2 separate regions of the Sus scrofa genome follow, and region 2 is linked to region 1. A link is a contact called in public HiChIP or PLAC-seq data. All regions are on one chromosome and are shown on one strand. Each heading gives the region's core, a stretch centred on a gene start, on an enhancer-like site or on the middle of the called end of the contact. The rest is flanking DNA. Distances are from core to core; before and after follow the strand shown.

What was found. HiChIP or PLAC-seq counts read pairs in DNA pulled down with a chosen protein or histone mark.
Region 2: an H3K27ac HiChIP or PLAC-seq map of alveolar macrophages shows a contact between it and region 1. The contact joins two enhancer-like sites. A contact is called at or near these places in 1 of 5 promoter capture datasets (fetal skeletal muscle), 1 of 47 Hi-C or Micro-C datasets (blood) and 1 of 2 datasets of contacts at active chromatin or transcription factors (alveolar macrophages).

The regions. Positions count from the first base shown.
Region 1 is chr3:68,171,077-68,176,889 of Sscrofa11.1, reverse strand. It overlaps HK2 (hexokinase 2), which reads left to right. Exons shown (of 18, transcript NM_001122987.1): 8 at 3,345-3,500; 9 at 4,749-4,982. Among named protein-coding and RNA genes, the nearest start is that of POLE4, 57 kb to the right of the region's middle. Within about 2 kb of position 2,084, at least 5 of the 83 cell types and tissues checked have an H3K27ac peak or open chromatin away from gene starts, as enhancers often do. A contact at or near this core is called in alveolar macrophages, where this site is marked.
Region 2 is chr3:68,245,606-68,251,418 of Sscrofa11.1, reverse strand. No RefSeq gene overlaps it. Among named protein-coding and RNA genes, the nearest start is that of HK2, 17 kb to the right of the region's middle. Within about 2 kb of position 3,003, at least 8 of the 83 cell types and tissues checked have an H3K27ac peak or open chromatin away from gene starts, as enhancers often do. A contact at or near this core is called in alveolar macrophages, where this site is marked.

The sequences.
Region 1 (5,813 bases), core at 835-3,334:
GTGTCTCTAAGATGCTGAGAGGGATCTGAGACAGACAGAGCAAGCGGACAAGCCAGATCATACATAGGTCACAATTTGGCTGTGTCTCTGAGAGCCATCCTGTTCGAAGGCCCTGTGGCCCTGCTCTTCTTCCTTTCCACCTTCAGTTTGTAAGCTGCCCATAGAAACAGTTTGTGCATCACATAAGAAAATTCATTTTGAGATGGGGAAGATTAGGGATCTTTCGTAGCTCCCACCTTGAGACTGCCCAGAGGATGAGGCTGAGACCATTGGCTTCTAATTCCTGGCCAAGGTTCTGACCCAGATCTCAGGCAGTGTTGGCCGGTGAGCTCGGCTGGGCCCTGCCTCCCACCCCAGCTGTAGGCAGACCCCAGGCCTATGGAAAAGTTGGTTAAGAAAGCCACCTTCCCAGAGTTCCCACCGTGGCTCAGTGGTTAACGAATCCGACTAGGAACCATGAGGTTGTGGGTTCCATCCCTGGCCTTGCTTAGCGAGTTAAGGATCTAGCGTTGCCATGAGCTGTGGTGTATGGCGAAGATATGGCTCTGATCTGGCATTGCCGTGGCTCTGGCGTAGGCTGGTGACTACAGCTCCCATTCGACCCCTAGCCTGGGAACCTCCATATGTCGAGGGTGTGGCCCTAGGAAATACAAAAGAAAAAAACAAAAAACAAAAAAAGAAAGCCACTTTCCCTGCACCTGTGGTCCAGCCAGGGTCCTGGAGTGAACAGAGAGAGAAGGGGCTCTAGCATGCGGCATCTTGAATGTTACACTCTCCAGCTTGGTCAGACTTGGTATTTGGTTACTTTGGACTCTTACAAAACATTATTTCACTCGCAGACATTTGCCTAATGTCCTCATTCAAGATCTTGAGACAGAGGTTGCTGCAAGCTCTGAAGGCAGTTACAAAACATTTTGAGCAATCAGGCTCTCTCTGGCCTCGCTGGTGCTGTGACCATTATAGGAAGTCTTCTGGTGCTGATCCTCGCTTGGAGAGGAAAATCCAGCCTATAAACCAGCTCCATAAAAAGAGCCTTTTTCTTTACAGGGGAAGTCCTCGCTTCCTCAAAGCATAGTTAAAGTCACAAGCTTCTCTCACACATTGAAATGTGAGTCCTTTAATTGTCACGTTCATAGAATACGTGCTGTGTCTGCCATGGCTTGGTGAGAAATTTATAGACCCCAAAACTACTTAAAAAAAAATTTGTTGGAAGGACATATATCCCGATGTGTCCGCTCTCCCTGCAGTTATTATTGGGCTTGAGTGGGAACCTTTTTTCACTCTTTATGTGTTTCTACATAAATATTTCTGAACAGTGAAACAAAGTGTATTGAAAAACTGAAATAAAAACTTTTACCAGAGTTCCCGTCATGGTGCCGTGGTTAACAAATCCGACTAGGAACCATGAGGTTGCAGGTTCGATCCCTGCCCTTGCTCAGTGAATTAAGGATCCGGTGTTGCCCTGAGCTGTGGTGTAGGTCACAGACGCGGCTTGGATCCCGCATTGCTGTGGCTATGGCGTAGGCCAGCGGCTGCAGCTCCAATTGGACCCCTAGCCTGGGAACCTCCATATGCCACAGGAGCGGCCCTAGAAATGGCAAAAAGACCAAAAAAACAAAAAAAACAACTTTTACCACCTACACTCCAGAGCCCTGCTGGCCCCTTCCCCTTTCTCACACAGAACCAGCTATTTTGGAGAAGGTACAGAAGCCAGCAGACATGGGAATTCCTTGCTGTTGGAGCTGGGCTGCCTCTTAGGCCGTGGGCCTGTGATGGTGCTTAAACATTTTAAACATACCTCTGCTCAAGCAGTTTTGCCAGCTCTCCACTGAGCTCCAGTTCCACCATACCTCTTATTAGCTCCCGTTCAGCCATACCTGGCCTTGAGTCTTGAGCAGGTCACTTCCAGCTTCCTCTCTTATAGTTTGCACTGAGTGGCATCAGAATCCCTTCCACACCCCTGCTCCTCTCTCTAGGACCCAGATCTTTTCCCGGATACCCAGACAAGGGCCTTTTGGGCTGGAAGGAATTGTAAGGGCTCGGTTTCTCCCATCACATAATCTGAGGGAGAAAGACTGTCTTCTAAAGAAAACAGTGTCACCTAGTGTTGAAAAAATAAATTACCTGCCTGCCCTCGGCGATGTAGTCTCCTGCCTGCTCAGAAGCTTCTGACTTCTCCCTCCCAGATTCCCAAGACCACCTGATGCCTAGAGCTGCTTCTTATTGGTCTCAGCCTGCCCTTCAATTCTCCTCGCGCCCCCATCTTCCTGCCCAGGGTCGTTTTTACAGTTTTCTCAAGAATCCACAAACCGGAGTTCCCGTCGTGTCACAGTGGTTAACGAATCCAACTAGGAACCGTGAGGTTGCGGGTTCAATCCCTGGCCTTGCTCAGTGGGCTAAGGATCCGGCATTGCCATGAGCTGTGATGTGGGTTGCAGACGCAGCTAGGATCCCAAGTTGCTGTGGCTACAGCTCCGATTCGACCCCTTGCCTGGGAACCTCCATATGCCGCAGGAGCAGCCCAAAAAATGGCAAAAAGACAAAAAAAAAAAAAAAAAAAAAATCCACAAATGGCCCACGAGGTGTGTGAGGTGATGAGTTGCTGGGCCTATGCCTCAAATTTAATCAGACTGATTACCTGTATGCACCCCCCCCCCCCCGTTAGTACATAAATATTGAGGTTCTATATAAGATTTTATTTTAAGGAGCATTTTCTTGCTAGAGGAAAAAAAATTCATTAAAAATTTATTAAAAATCACTACCTTATACATTACTCAGTTTACCTCAAATTTAGGCTGTTCCAGGATGCCCCACACTCCCTGGATATTTGGTTTGGCTGCTAAAAATCCATCCTTCTTGGAATTCCCGCTCTGGCTCAGCAGGTTAAGAACCTGACTAGTTCCCATGAGGATATGGATTTGACCCCTGTCCTTTATCAGTGGGTGAAGGATCTGGCATTGCCATGAGCTCTGGTGTAGGTCACAGATGTGGCTGGGATCTGGTGTTGCTGTGACATAGGCCAGCAGCTGCAGCTCTAATTTGACCCCCAGCCTGGGAACTTCCATGTGCTGCAAGTGTGGCCCTAAAAAATTTAAAAAAAAAAATCCAAAAAACCCATCCTTCTCCATGTTCACCCACCTGCAGAGCCAGCCTGGGTTCCTGGCTCCTCCAGCCCCACCCCTGCCCAGCTCTCACTTCTATAGGCATCTCGCTCCTAGTAGGCACCATGCAAGTTAGTGCTTTGTCCTGCATCAGCCTCACGTGTATGCGTGTTGCTCCCACAAGGAAGGTGTGAGGTCAGCGGCAGCAGGGACTTTATTTTGTTGGTGTGTCTCTCCCTCCAGATTTGAGAAGATGATCAGTGGCTTGTACATGGGGGAGCTGGTGAGGTTGATCCTGGTGAAGATGGCCAAGGAGGAGCTGCTTTTCGGGGGGAAGCTCAGTCCTGAACTCCTTGCCACGGGCCACTTTGAGACCAAAGATGTTTCGGATATTGAAGGGTAAGCTTCGGGTCTCTCTCTGTTCCCTGGATCCCTGGAAGGGTGGTCAGGCAGCTGGGGAATGAAGACGAGGCACAGGCCCTTGACCCTTCAAATGTGGATGGCAAAAGGATCTCACCCAGCATGGCCATGGCAGCCTGTGGCTGGACTTCACTTGCCAGGGAGTCTCCACTCTTGGCTGCTGGGAATGTGCTGCCTACCCAAGTGACCTGCCGTGTTGGGGACCACTGGCCCCCATGCAGGGATTTGCACTTTTGCACTTGCGTTCCTGCCGGGCACATGGGCCTCAGCTTATTGCTGGAGGCTCCCCGTGGGCTCCTTAATGACTTGTTTGCATCGATTCCCTCTCCATTCTCCTGAAGCACTGATGTTTGATTCCCTTTTGGCAATTTTCAAAAAGGGCTCTGTCCTGACCCCTGCCTCATAACAGAAAAATAGGTCCTTGGATGGCTCTGAGACTGACCCATTTAAGTTCTGAAAGTTAGGAGCTGAGGCCTGAATTTTCACAGAGCAGCAGGGGTGGGAGTGAGGACGGCCTGATTTTTCTTTTTCAGTTAGCAATATCCAAAGAGTTGGGCCTGGTTACCTGTTTTGGGGTTTTTTTATTTGTTTGTTTTTTGTAACTTTTTAGGGCTGCACCTGTGGCACATGGAGGTTCCCAAGCTAGGGGTCAAATCAGAGCTACAGCTGTCAGCCTACACCACAGCCACAGCAATGCAAGATCTGAGCCATGTCTGTGACCTACACCACAGTTCACGGCAACATCAGATCCTTAACCCACTGAACGAGGCCAGGGATCGAACCTGAGACCTCATGGTTCCTAGTTGGGTTCATTTCTGCTGCACCACAACAGGAACTCTCTGGTTACCTGTTCTTGAGGTTTCCACTTGTTACTTGAGGAGGCCTTATTGTTTTAGGGGTCAGTGGTGGAGAGGAGGTGATTTTGGTTCTAAAGAGAGGAGTAAGCCAGTTCAAATAACTTTATGTGGAATTCTTGAAGGAACTACACCTGCTTGTTAAACTCAGAGGGGATGAAAATACTCATATTTCTGTGGTACTTAGATCCCCTAAGAGGACTAATCTCAAAGCACCGACCCTTTATCACTATTTTTAGATGCCAGTTAAAGCAGTGTCTGCCTGCATTGAGATACAGCGTCTGCTGCAGCCGAGGGCTTTCCTTGTCAGCCCACATACTGGCCACACTGAGTGGACACCTGCCCACACACTGTTTCTGTTTCTGTTTTCCAGGGAGAAGGATGGCATCCGGAAGGCCCGGGAGGTCCTGGTGCGGCTGGGCCTGGACCCGACACAGGAGGACTGTGTGGCCACTCACCGGGTCTGCCAGATCGTGTCCACACGCTCAGCCAGCCTGTGTGCGGCCACACTGGCGGCCGTGCTACGGCGCATCAAGGAGAACAAGGGCGAGGAGCGGCTGCGCTCCACCATCGGCGTGGACGGCTCTGTCTACAAGAAACACCCCCAGTGAGCCAGCACGCAGAGCGCTTGGGGACCTCAGAGGGCTTGACTTTCTGGGAACTCTGTTTCATGATGTGGGGTGGTGGAGATGGGCCATGGAGTTGAGGCTCTTTGTAGAATACAGGTTCTCAGCTGGGCAGGTGGGAGCTGGGGGTGTGTCCCGTGGGTAGAGGCTGTAGTCAGACGCTCCTGGCTGCTGGGGGCTCCTTGTCTGCATGCTTATTTGCAGCTTCTCTGGCTCTGCTGGCTTTTGCATGGATCCCATCTTGCCCTCCACGTTTTGACCCCTCGGTCATATGTGCTGAAATACTCAGATTTCAGTTGGGATCTAAATGGTAGCTCTCTATTATTGCATCTGCTTACTCTCCCATCGTTTTCACCTAATCTGAGTACCAGCTCAGTGGGCCTTCATTAAATGAAGATCTCAGCCCTTCCATTGCCTAGGCTCCTGGTCTAGTGCTTCAGAAATTCTAAAGTGTGCATGCATTACTCAGGATCTTGTTAAGAGACAGATTCTGATTCAGAAGGTCTGGATTTAGCCTGAGATTTATCTCTAACAGCCCCCAGCAAAGCTGCTGGCCCACACACCACACTTGGAGTAACGAGGCCTTGGAGACTGTGGCTTCTCGGAGGCACCACACAAGAATTTCTTGCTGAAGACATCCATTGCCTTTAGCTGTTCAGATCCCTTGGGATCGTTGGCAGAAACTGGCCAAAGAGAGGCCAAAGTCCAGAAGAGCCTCTTGATGTTTTCCTTTGGGGTCTTTCCCAGGCAGCAGCTAATGAAATGAGTGGTGACAGCTGAATAGTGTTGGGTTTTTTTGTTTTTTTTTTTTT
Region 2 (5,813 bases), core at 1,754-4,253, 74 kb before region 1:
CTCTGATATGAAAAAACTCATAGAGGGAGTGCCCTGTGTGGCTCAGTGTGTTACAAACCCAACTAGTATCCCTGGCCTCACTCAGTGGGTTAAGGACCTGGCATTGCCATGAGCTATGCTGTAGGTTGAAGATGCGGCTTGAATCCTGTGTTGCCGTAGTTGTCTGTGGCCTGCATCTGCAGCTTGGATTCAGTCCCTAGCTTGGGAACTTCCATTAGCTGCAGATTTGGCCCTAAAATGCAAAAAACAAACAAAAAACAAACAAACAAAAAAAACCCAGAAAACAAAAAACAAAAACCCCACAAAACAAACAAACAAAAAAACCCACCAACCAACCAACCAACTCATAGAACCAGCTATTTGTCATCTCCACTTAGATTATCATTTGTCATTAGCATTTCAATTTAGCAAGTCCAACACGGCACCCTGGGTCCATCTGCTGGATCCATCCTTCCCCATATTCCCCCCAACAAATGATTCATTTGTTTAAGCCAGAAACCTGCTGTCTTTGCTCACCTCTCACATCCAATCTACCAGCAAGTGCTGGCAGTTCTGTCTCCAAATACATCTTGACTGCACTATTCTTTCCCTCTGCAGCTATCATTCTCTTGTCTGGCTGATTCAGTGGCTTCCTAATTGCCTACCTTCTTCCTCTTCTGTTCTCTCCCAATCCATGCTCCAGACAGTAGCCAGAGTGGCTTTATTATAGATGCTTTTTGTCTTTTTTTACGGCTGAACCAGTGGCATATGGAGGTTCCCAGGCTAGGGGTCCAATTGGAGCTATAGCTGCTGGCCTACACCACAGCCACAGCATCATGAGATCCGAGCCACGTCTGCAATCTACACCACAGCTCATGACAACGGTGGATCCTTCATCCACTGAGTGAGGCCAGGGATGGAACCAGCCACCTCATGGATGCTAGTCAGGTTCATTAACCACTGAGCCATGACGGGAATTCCCAGAGTGGCTTTAAATTCTTTATACATTGAATCACATCACTTACCTGCTTAGTACCCTTTAGAATGTAGAACAAAAATCCCACCTTCCTTCCATGGTTCTCCAGGTTCTCCATGAATCTGAGCCTCTTCTCATATCCCTTCCTTCTTGCCATCCCTAGTCGGTACTTCCCGCAGTGGCTTGTCCTTGCTGCACTGTTTCCTATTCTGGTGACTTTGAGCATGCATGCTGTTCTCTTTCCCAGAGGTTTTTGTCTCCACTCTGCCCAGTGGGTGTCTGGGGATGCCATGCATACTGCTCAATGTCCATGGGGGCTGTTATCCAGGCAGCCGTCTCTCCTGACCACACGATCCAAAATCAGCTGCTGGCTTCTCATTCTCAGAGCACATTAATTAACTCATAGCATGTATCATAATCTGAATTACATATTTATTTGGGTTTTACTATTTTTGGCCATGCCTCTAGCTGCGGAAGTTCCCCTGCCAGGGACTGAACTTGCACCACAGCAGTGACCTGAGCCATAAGCTGTGACAAGGCCAGATCCTTAACCCACTAGCCACTAGGGAACTCCTTGGATTTTTACTTTTTAATTGTCTTCCCACTAGACGGTAAGCTCCACAAAGGTAGAAATCACATTTGCCATGTGTTAACCACTGCCCCTCTGGGCTTAACAGGTACTCAGTAGATTCCTGTTGAATGAGTGGACGGATGAAGGAAAGCCCACAGGGCAATGGGTACAGAGTCTTACAGGCTGGGTAATGATCAATTAAGCAGCAGCACAGAACCAATGCTGAGAGAACGTGAAGCATGAAGGCGTGACGGGCTGGGTGCTTCTCTGAGTCCCACCTGTCAAAGCTCTTAGAACTGTGTGCTGATCATTCTCTAAGTGGGGATAAATATTAACACACCCTCATTACCCTGAATGTGAGCTCGAGCTGCACAGTACCAGGCCTTATCTCTTGAGATGATCACCAGACTCAAAATGAAGCGAGATGGGTATTCTCTGCCTTGGGCGTGCTGGACCTCTGCCTATCTCCCTCCCCTTACACCCCATTCCATTCCTGATACTCTTTCCCCTTTCAGGCTGCCATGATCTGCCTCTGGAACTTATTTATTTGTTTAGGTAATGTCTCTCCATTTTTTGGCTGCCCCAAGGCACATGGGGTTCGTGGGCCAGGCATTAGATCCGAGCCACAGCTGCAGAGACAATGGATCCTTTAGTCAACTGTGCTGAGCCTGGGATTGAACCTGTGTCCTGGCGCTGCAGAGACACCCCCGAGACCGTTATGCCACAGCAGCAACTCCTTACCTATTTTTTTGATGCTCCCTTCTCCATGCCTGGGAGGCTGCCCTTTTTTTTTGGTCCCTGCGTGGCCTTCTGGCCCCTGCCTTGGGTGCAACTGCCAAATGTGCAGTCCCCGTGCTCTGGTCTTCCCTTGGGGCTTGCCCACTGTCTTGGCTGGAGAGCCCCCACCTCCTGCCTGTCCCCACTGACCAGCCCTGGCTCTCACCAGCAGGCTGTCATCTCTGTGACCTAACCCCCCTTCTCTGAGGCTACACTGTAGCTATCTCTTAAGAGGGAGGGAGAGCTGTTTCTTACCCTCTCATAGTTTGAGAGAGCAGGAATTACTTCATCACTAAATGCCTAGGGAAACCAAACCGCAGAATAAAAGCCAGACTCTGTCTATAGTCTCCTTCTGCTTCCTTTTTAAACTTCCTTATTTGTTTGTATATATAGTCAATAGAAATTTGAACCATAACTCATCAGACACTGAAGTCTCTGCTGGAAAAACTGGTAGCATTTGGTATATTTATTTATTATTGTTTAAAACTTAATTATATTTTATAATGATGCACATTCTATAAAATTCAATGGGTATGAAAAGCTAAACACAAGATGTTAAGTCTCCCTCCCCTGCCCCCACTTCTCTGTAAGTTTCTTGCATAACCTTCTGGAGATCTGTGTACCTACAAACATGCATGAATTTTCACTCTTCCTCCTCTCCCGCCACTCTTACATTGTTCTGCAATTTTCTCTTTCCTCTGAATGACATGTTCTGCATGAATAACACAAAAGCTTCACAACTTTTTTTTTTACAGCCACACCCGCAGTATATGGAAGTTCCTGGGCCAGTGATTGAACCTGAGCCCCAGCTGTGACCTACACAACAACTTCAGCAATGCTAGATCCATTAACCCATTGCACAGGGCTGGGGATTGAACTTGCGCCTCCACAGCGACCTGAGCTGCTGCAGTCGGATTCTTAACCCACTGAGCCACAGTGGGAACACCAACAATTTTTTATTGCTGCATATAGTATTCTATTGTTTAGGCAAATCATAATTTGCATTAACAAAATGACATGTAATTTTAGACAGATTCAAACATATTTGTAACTACATTCCTAGAAGTCAAAGGTTATGTTCGTCTTTAATTTGATCGATTATTGCCCTCTGGCGTAATTTATCAGTGTCTGTTTCCATATTTTTTCTTCTTCTTCTTCTTCTTTTTTTTTTTGTCTTTCTGCCTTTTCTAGGGCCGCTCCCTCGGCATGTGGAGGTTCCCAGGCTAGGGGTTGAATTGGAGCTGTAGCTGTAGCTGCTGGCCTATGCCACAGCCACAGAAACTTGGGATCCTAGCCACAGCTCACGGCAACACCGGATCCTTAACCCATTGAGCAAGGACAGGGATCACAGCAATGCGGGATCCGAGCCGTGTTTGCAACCTACACCACAGCTCACAGAAACGCCGGATCCTTAACCCACTGAACAAGGCCAGGGATGGAACCTGAAACCTCATGGTTCCTAGTCGGATTCATTAACCACTGTGCCATGACGGGAACTCTCCATATATTTTTGTTAACATATTTTCTAAAATCTTTCAAAGTTGTCAGTCTATGAGCTGAAAAATGCAACGTCATTGTAAATCTAATTTGCATTTTCTTATTATAAGTGATCTTAAGCATATTTTCATATGTTTAGAGCATTTATATTTTCTTTTCTATGAACTCTTCACATTCTTGCCCATTTTTTTAGATGGGACAGAGATGTTTTCCTTACAGGCATTTATATTTTAAGGAAGTTTATTTATGGTAGGTTTGTATCATGGAATTAAACATTTTGAAGTGTAGCTAAATTCATCTTTCTTTTAAGACTTCGAAGTTGTTATGTGATGTTTAGAAAAGCTTTTTTTTTTTTTTTTTTTTGTCTTTTTAGGGCCACACCCATGGCATATGGAAGTTCCCAGGCTAGGGGTTGTATTGGAGCTGTAGCTGTAGCTGCTGGCCTATGCCACAGCCACAGAAACTTGGGATCCTAGCCACAGCTCACGGCAACACCGGATCCTTAACCCATTGAGCAAGGACAGGGATCAAACCTGCGTCCTCACGGATGCTAGTCAGATTCCTTTCCACTGAGCCATGATGGGAATTCCCTAGAAAAGCTTTAATTGGAGGTTATTGCAAAAGTTTCCCCATGATTTTTTCTAATAATTAAATTTTTAGCCTATAAATCTTTGTTTCATCTGGAATTTATTTTGTTGTAAGCAGTAAGATAAGGCTCCAAATTAATTTTTCATCAGCAATCATCACCCTGATGTTCCATTTATGAATCAGTCTTTTCCTCACTGACTTGAAAAACTGTCTTTAGCATATACTAAAAATCCCTATATGTTTCTGGGTCGGTACTGGGCTTTTTACTCTGTCTAGTCATGATTTAAACTTTTAACATCTTCGGAGTTCCCGTTGTGGACACTAATATGAACCATATTAGTATCCATCAGGACTCAGGCTTGATCCCTGACCTTGCTCAGTGGATTAAGGATCTGGTGTTGCCATGAGCTGCTGTGTAGGCTGCAGATGTGTCTCAGATCTGGTGTTGCTGTGGCTGTGACATTGGCCAGCAGCTGCAGCTCCATTTAGACCCCTAGTCAGGGAACTTCCATATGCTGTGGGTGTGGCCCTAAAACTACAAAAAACAAGAACAAAAACAAAACAAAAACAAAACAAAACAAAGCCTCTTTAACTTCAATCATATGTCCCAGGGCCTATGACAGTATTTGAGGCTAGTGTTAGGAGTGCTGTTGATGTCTAGAAAGGGTCACTGGGTCATATGGAGACTGAATTCTTTTTCTTTTTCTTTTTTTTTGTCTTTTTGCCATTTCTTAGGCTGCTGCCGCGGCATATGGAGGTTCCCAGGCTAGGGGTCCAATTGGAGCTCTAGCTACCTGGCCTACACCAGAGCCACAGCAATGCGGGATCCGAGCCACGTCTGCACGACAGCTCATGGCAATGCCAGATCCTTAACCCACTGAGAAAGGCCAGGGATCGAACCCGAAACCTCATGGTTTCTAGTCGGATTCGTTAACCACTGCTCCATGATGGGAACTCGTAATCATCATCCAGCCCTTTGCCAACTACAACAAAAGATGTTCTGACTTAAGGAGCTGTGGGCCAGGGATGTCTAGACACCACATCATGCTCTCAGGTAAGCTCACAACCACCCAAGGAGGAAGTATGTTCCTTGGGTTATTTTGGTTGCAAGAAATACTCTCTGGAGTTAGTTCAAATAACAAGGGGTGTATTCTTTTTCTGTATAAATAAAGGAGACATGAATCTCAGCTACCTCATCAGGAGAAAGCCACAACAAGACCTCATAGGAAAGTCTCGTGGTTTTTCCTTTGTAAGCAGCATGTTGTTTATATAATTTTAAAATGTAAGCATATACAACTTCTTTTACAAGGTTGAATGCATGCATAGTTAAGGACCCATATCAAACATACTAGAGTGCTGGTCTATGACAAGGGCTAGGGAGGAAAAGTTTGAACTATCAGGGTTGAAATTAAAAAAAAAATGAAA